Linked DNA regions of Mus musculus: region 2 is linked to region 1. A link is a contact called in public promoter capture Hi-C data. All regions are on one chromosome and are shown on one strand. Each heading gives the region's core, a stretch centred on a gene start, on an enhancer-like site or on the middle of the called end of the contact. The rest is flanking DNA. Distances are from core to core; before and after follow the strand shown.

The links. Capture Hi-C pulls out chosen DNA fragments and counts their contacts.
Region 2: a promoter capture Hi-C map of pancreatic islet shows a contact between it and region 1. The contact joins two enhancer-like sites. A contact is called at or near these places in 3 of 115 datasets of contacts at active chromatin or transcription factors (SST interneurons, a beta-TC-6 cell line and neural tube) and 1 of 9 other capture datasets (pancreatic islet).

Annotation. Positions count from the first base shown.
Region 1 is chr11:36,548,412-36,551,666 of GRCm38.p6, forward strand. The region is part of intron 2 of Tenm2 (teneurin transmembrane protein 2); the gene reads right to left. Among named protein-coding and RNA genes, the nearest start is that of Gm51889, 150 kb to the right of the region's middle. Within about 2 kb of position 1,595, at least 11 of the 459 cell types and tissues checked have an H3K27ac peak or open chromatin away from gene starts, as enhancers often do. A contact at or near this core is called in SST interneurons and pancreatic islet, where this site is marked.
Region 2 is chr11:36,675,873-36,679,127 of GRCm38.p6, forward strand. All of the region lies in intron 2 of Tenm2 (teneurin transmembrane protein 2), which reads right to left. Among named protein-coding and RNA genes, the nearest start is that of Gm51889, 20 kb to the right of the region's middle. Within about 2 kb of position 1,644, at least 114 of the 459 cell types and tissues checked have an H3K27ac peak or open chromatin away from gene starts, as enhancers often do. A contact at or near this core is called in SST interneurons and pancreatic islet, where this site is marked.

The DNA.
Region 1 (3,255 bases), core at 345-2,844:
CCCTTGCTCCCCATTCCCTTCCCCCTCTCTCCACATGGCCATGGCCGGCCTCTGCTTCTCTACTCTTGCCATTCTCTGCCTCTGCTACCCTCTTAACTCCCCTCCCCGTGTCCTAAATAAACTTACTATACCAGTGTGTGTGTGTGTGTGTGTGTGTGTGTGTGTGTGTGTGTGTGTGTGTGTAGTCCCTCAGGGGGAAGGGATGCCTAGGCATGGGCCTGCTGGGGCACCCTCTTCTCCCACACCCCACCAGAACATATTCTTATAGCTCTTTCTCTTTCTATGATCACAACATTTTCAGCGAGCAGGAACCTAGTGTCAGTCTTGGGTATAAGGGCTACTGCTCCTTTGCACAGTTGAAGCCACTTGTGCCTGTTATAATTATTGTGAATGGTACCTTGTGGAGTGGTGTGGGGCACAACTCAAACATGGAAGCCCTAAGTGCTGCTGGCTGTTCAGCTGACTGTGTTTCTACACTGGCTGGTCCCTTTCCTAACACGGAGTAAGTACCCAGAGAATTACAGCTCTCACAGATTCTATCTTAATATACATCACACATGGCCTCTGTCTTTACACTCCAATTTTTTAAACTATCTTAAGAAAGTACTTTATGAGAGTGCTTTCTGTTTCATCTGATTTTTCCATCAAGGGCGTGATGGAATTTTGTAAATGTTTTCGGCTAAGTGCTCTCTACTTCTGTACTATCTGTTCAGAGAAACGAAGTGTCTTGGAAATTCTGTTCTGTTTCCACACTTACTCCGTTTGTGAAGAACTGGAGCCGTCCTCACCTCCTTGCATTTAAAAGTAGTGTGTTCAGAGCTGGGCGGAGCTAACTCTGCCCAGGTAGGCACCTCCCATTTTTTTTTTTCTGGCTATGTGATTTTCCCAAGCTAGTTAATCTCATAAGCCTTGGGTTTTCAAACTTGTGTATTTGAGACAATGATAATTTCTACCATGGAGCAGCATTGGCGTGGGCAGGGTTGTGCTGAATGGCAAACATCTTCAGCAAAAGCTCAGCTTGGGTGGCTGTAAACAAATCCTCACTACACACTTCCCTTGACTCCTTGTCTGCTCTCTCATCCCACTGGCTGAAGGATGCTGGATTCAGAAGCCCACTTAAGCTGCAAGCCATGCACAAGAATGTTGCCCCATGAACTCAGCAGGGTTCAGAATTCTTAGAAAGATAATCAGCGGGGCATTGTTCAGCTTCTATCTCTGCTAGCAGAGAGACCTGCTCAGCATATTTATGCTGCAAAACCTAGCTCGCATCATCTATAAAGGAAGGCAGCTAGATGGAGCGTGTGTTTCCAAGACATGATTCTTGGATGCCAAAATAAGGTAAAATAAGTAGACGACTGGGATTCCCTCTTTATTTTTAACTCGCTCCTTTCTTTTCAATGTCGAGCAACTGAGCACCCTGCTTGCTAGTCACTGTACATGCCGCTGATGTACAATGACCTGCCCCTTACCTCGGAGAGGGGATGAATTCCAAGATCCCCAGTAGAGGTGTGAGCCTGCAGATAGCAGCCTCATGAACAAGCCTGTGCAAGGGTGGCAGCTGGGCCCAGACACAGCTGCTGGCTGATTAACAGGTGGCTAATGTGTAGATAGCTCGGGAAAAGGCTGACTCGAATCTTAGGTGTGAGAAAGAGGGTAGCCTGCAGTATCACCATGCTACTTACAACAGTACACGATTTCACCAGTGAAAACCTATGGACTGCTTATTTTCAGATGGTAGCCATTTGATATTTTCCCATTCTAGGTAAATTAAAATCCCAGAAAGCAAAGCCAGGGACAAAGAAGATTACTGTGTCTTTGAGTTTAGAGGAGACACCTTAAAATTCTACTTAGCACAACATTCCAGTGTTTGCGCCCCGATAATCCCTTTGAGCTTCGATTTCAAAGACTGGACATATTTTCCATCTCTGATTTGAAACATCTCAAAAACTTAGGTCAAATTTTCATAGACACATGCATTTGTTTTCATTAATCACAGCTCAAACTCTGACGGTCTTGTGTACCATTTCCTCCGGATTTACATCGCTAAGCATGGGATTCATCCTCAGCTTTGAGGATTTACACTTTTAAAAAGGTAATTTATTAATTCTTTTACAAAAATATCTCTGGGCCTGGTGAGATGGCTCAGTGGCTCAAAAGATTGCTATTCATGCTGGAAAACCTGAACAATTCGAATTTCCAGGATCCATGTGTGTGTGTGTGTGTGTGTGTGTGTGTGTGTGTGTGTGAGAGAGAGAGAGAGAGAGAGAGAGAGAGAGAGAGAGAGAGAGAGAGAGAGAGACTCAGTAGTGGATACATCTGTAATACTAGCATTCCCCCCCTACCCCCACCCCATAGGTCCACGGTAGGAGCTGGAAACCGGAGAAACCCCAGAAGCTCATGGGCCCGCTAGGCTGCCATATTCAGCAATGAACAAGAGAGAGCCTGTTTCAGTCAAGGCAGGCAGTGAAAACTGACACCAAAGGTTGGTCTCCAATTTCTACAGGCACACCCTGGCCATCACGCATCTGAGAGTGTATATGTGTGTGCACACTCATAGTAAGCACATACACAAAACTACACACACCCACAGACACACATAGAAGAAGAACATTCTGGAAGCCTTTCTCTGTAAGCAAACACCCATCAGATGACATGTAGGGCACTGGTCCATTGACACTGTCAGGGGCTTGCAGGCAGAGATGTACAATCGATCTTGGGAAGTACGAGATTATTTTTGGAAGGCTGTGGATACACATATTCTGGAACAGAAATAGAAGAGTGGCTAAAGCTGATGGGGAACCATCCTGATTCTGTGGAAGGACTGTCAAGTCAGTGTGAGCAGGGATACATACACAGAGGATGTGGGACAGAGAAAAGGAGAGAAGGGGGGGGTAAGAAGGGAGGTCAGGAGGGGGGAGAGAGACAGACAGAGAGCCAGAGAGATGCAAAGGTGATTAGTAGCCATGGTCATATAAAAATAACAAGAGGTAAATCCAAAGCCCAAAGAGAATAGTTTTTTTCATGTATCATGTATGGAAAGTTACTGTACACAGAGACTATCTGGTAAGGCTAATCAGATCCGAACACAAGTAGACTTGTCCCATGACAGAAGGGAGGATGAGAAACTGCTATCTACGGTATCTGAAGATAGATTTAATGTGCTGTCAAGAGCATCAGGAATTATTGAACCCCTGATAAAAGCAAAGTTTACTCATGCAGGGAAGCCAAGCATGGTAGCTAAGGATAGACCCTCTA
Region 2 (3,255 bases), core at 394-2,893, 130 kb after region 1:
CCAGTACCGAGCCTGTCCCCATGCCCTCTCAAGGCTGAATCCATGAGCTGCATGTACAAGATGCCATTAGGTGGGTCTGGCAACACAAGATACTCCAGATAGAGGTGTTAAACAGCCAGTCCAGTTTGGAAACTAAGCAAGAAAACATTCTATCACGACACAAATGTGTGAAATACTATCTTTCTGTGCTCACTGAACTCCACAGAGCCATAGAAGGGCAGTTTTTCCTAGGGCCAAGCCTAGAGGCACGGCCATCACCTTTCCATATTCCCTTCCCAGGAAGCATTCTCTTTAATCAAACAGCACACTTGTAAGGAACTTCCCCTATGCCCACCAAGGTAATTTAAAAACCAACTTAAATACGTCGGGTAACGCTTGTCAAAAACCTGGATAGGACTCAGATTTCTGGTCACGCTTAATTTCAAAAGTTGGCTTATTTGTATTATATTTCTCCATTCTCAAATATCAGTTCATTCATGCCGGTCACAATTTCATTTTTTTTTTTTTTTTAACAGCAGAGGCAATGAAAACAAAATCCACCAAAAGTGAGATTAACAGCAAATAGCCCAAACTTTAAAAACAACATCTGCGGCCACAAACACCCTGTGCTGAGAGATGATTCAAGGATAGAGCATAGTCTCTGTTTGTTCACCGTGAAAATAGATACGAGCCCTTTAAAGCGTCATCCCCGAGCTTGTCAAAGGAGAAATGCCACCAGATACAATCCAGAGTTCCCATTCATAGCGCACAAAAGGAATGTCCACCTAAAGCTACCTCTAGAAGAGCACTACAGGTATCCTAGATTTGGGGGCTTAAATCAAAGTTCCCACTTGAGTCTCTAATTAGCCCCCTCTGCCATTAAGGGGGTCTCGAATCCAGAAAGCTTTATCCAACAGCACTTCCAGAGTTAACTCCCCCTCCAAACTGTCATAACTCGGTTCTCCTAATTATTTACTGGATGCCTCTCTAAGGCGTGCCCTCACCTGATGTTTTAAGTTCATATTTCATTTGGGACAACACTTAGTCTCCATTTAGAAACCGTCAACCTGCCTCAGGTTCAGGAGATTCGAGATGCGCCTCACCCACAAGAGCCAAGCCAAACACACCCAAGCAGCCAGACTTAAATAAACTCTGCCCTTTGCCGATACCTCCGGTGAGAAATTATTATAACGCATCAGAAGTTCAGAAAGAGGAAAAAATTTCAAATACCATCTGTCTTCCCAGGGCTTAAGTCCTGGAGTTCAAAAACAGTATCAATTGAATTATGTTTCCCCCTTCCCTTAGCTGTTTAGAATTTAACGTAATGCAAAGTGCTATTCTGATCAAAATCATATTTCTCATCTCTCCCCTTAAATAAAAGGGAGGAAAAAAATCATTCCATATAAATGCATTTACTATACAAATCTATTTTCAATTGAATTTGCTGCATGCTCTAATTCATCAAAATTAATACAGGTACTTTCTATGTTAAACAAAAGGAAGCCGACTGAAAAATCGGCTTCTGCTGCAGATGCCTTTCTCAATTATAAAACCGGTGAAAACAGAAATTTAACTAAGCCACTCGGTCAAACCCTCCGATCGGCTCGGCGCTCTTACCTGCCTCAGCTGAAGGCTTCCTTCCCTTGTTAGCAGTGTGCAGCATCGCTAGCTCGCTCCAATCCTCACCACGGGCTCAAATTACACCACCGCTAAGTCCACCCCCTCGCCTTTCCCCTTCTCTGCCTTCTTTCCTTTCTATTTATTTTTTTCTTTTTTCTTTCCTTTCCTTTCTTTATTATTATTTATTTTTTTGCCAGCAAGAAAAATACTTATTGAGAGTGATTAGTTTTTGTTGTCCCTTTTAAGTCCCTCCTGCAGGAAGGAACAGGGGAGCAATGTGACGCCACCTTTTAATCTTTTGTAAGAGTGAAAAGGCAGAAAAGGAACGCTCGATCAAGCTGAGCTGCACACATGACTAAAACTCGCAGGAGACGCTGCTGCTTGCTGCCTGGCGAAAGCACCGCCAGGCTTGAGTGTAAGAACAGAGAAGAGAGGAGTCGATGGAATGTGACAACGTATGTGCATCAAAGGCAGGGGGAGAGAGAACAATGAGCAAGGGAAGACAGCGAGGAGAGGGAGAGATGGAGGGAGAGGGAGGGAGAGAGAGGGAGAGCAGAGGGAGAGACAGGAGAGAGAGAGAGAGAGAGAGAGAGAGAGAGAGAGAGAGAGAGAGAGAGAGAGAGAGAGAGAGAGAGAGAGCACATACACACACGGAGAAAAGATAGAGCGGGGTTTCAGGCAGGGGACTCTGAGAATAAAGCCACAGTGCGGTGTCTGGCAGCTTCTGTTTTTATCTCAGCGAGCATGATCCGCGGCCTCTCTCATTTAGAAACACATCCGTGTATCTTCCAGGTTTGAAAACTGAGATAATCGCAGTGTGTCTCTGGTTTTGTCTGATTGGCATTTAACTGTGCGGTGTGTACCTGTGATTTTTTTTTTAAAGGATGCATTTGTGTGCAATTTATTTCGCATATTTATTTATGTAGGCAAAAATGAAAGCTGCTAATTTCTACGGCAATTTGCAATGTAGTTTTACTGGCAGATGGAAGTCTACTTACCATAACTGCTGACAAACTGCCACGGGTAAACAAAAGAAGAAACAAATGCTTCGTCTTGATAATTGTCTTAAAAAAAAAAAAAAAAAAGAGGAACCCACCCTAAAATATTAGCACTTGCAAAAATAGTGTTTCTTGGCTCAAGTTTAAAAGGTGATTTTTCTCCCTTAGTTTTTTAGAAAGAAAGGCACAATAAAAGGGAGACATAGTGTTTGAAGGAAAGGTCTTAGGGAAGAAGCTTTTTGTAACGCACACACCTAAATTCTCCCTGGTTTCCCTCCAAATGTGATGACTGGTGGCTTTCTGGAGTCCTGGGGCAGAGTTTTTGAGGCACTATTTGCCATGGACTTACACTGCATCTTCCTACCTTCCTCGACTATTTTAAAAGGAGGCTCCATTTTTTAAAAAAAAAAAAAAAAAACAAAGTGGCAAAGAAATGATTTGCCCATTCAAATCACTTCCAGGGCTGCCTCATGAGCTTTGTTCTATTTCCACTGTCCTCTAGCCACACGGGGGCCAGGATTACACAGTTAAATTCCCTCAGTGACCTCTTTTATAAGGATGTAAATTGCTGATTCCAAGGTCAAGTATTTGGTAGAAGTTAGTTATTGGTGAGATAACTGCCTGTTTTTCCATGGTAACCTGAGCCAACACAGTCGTG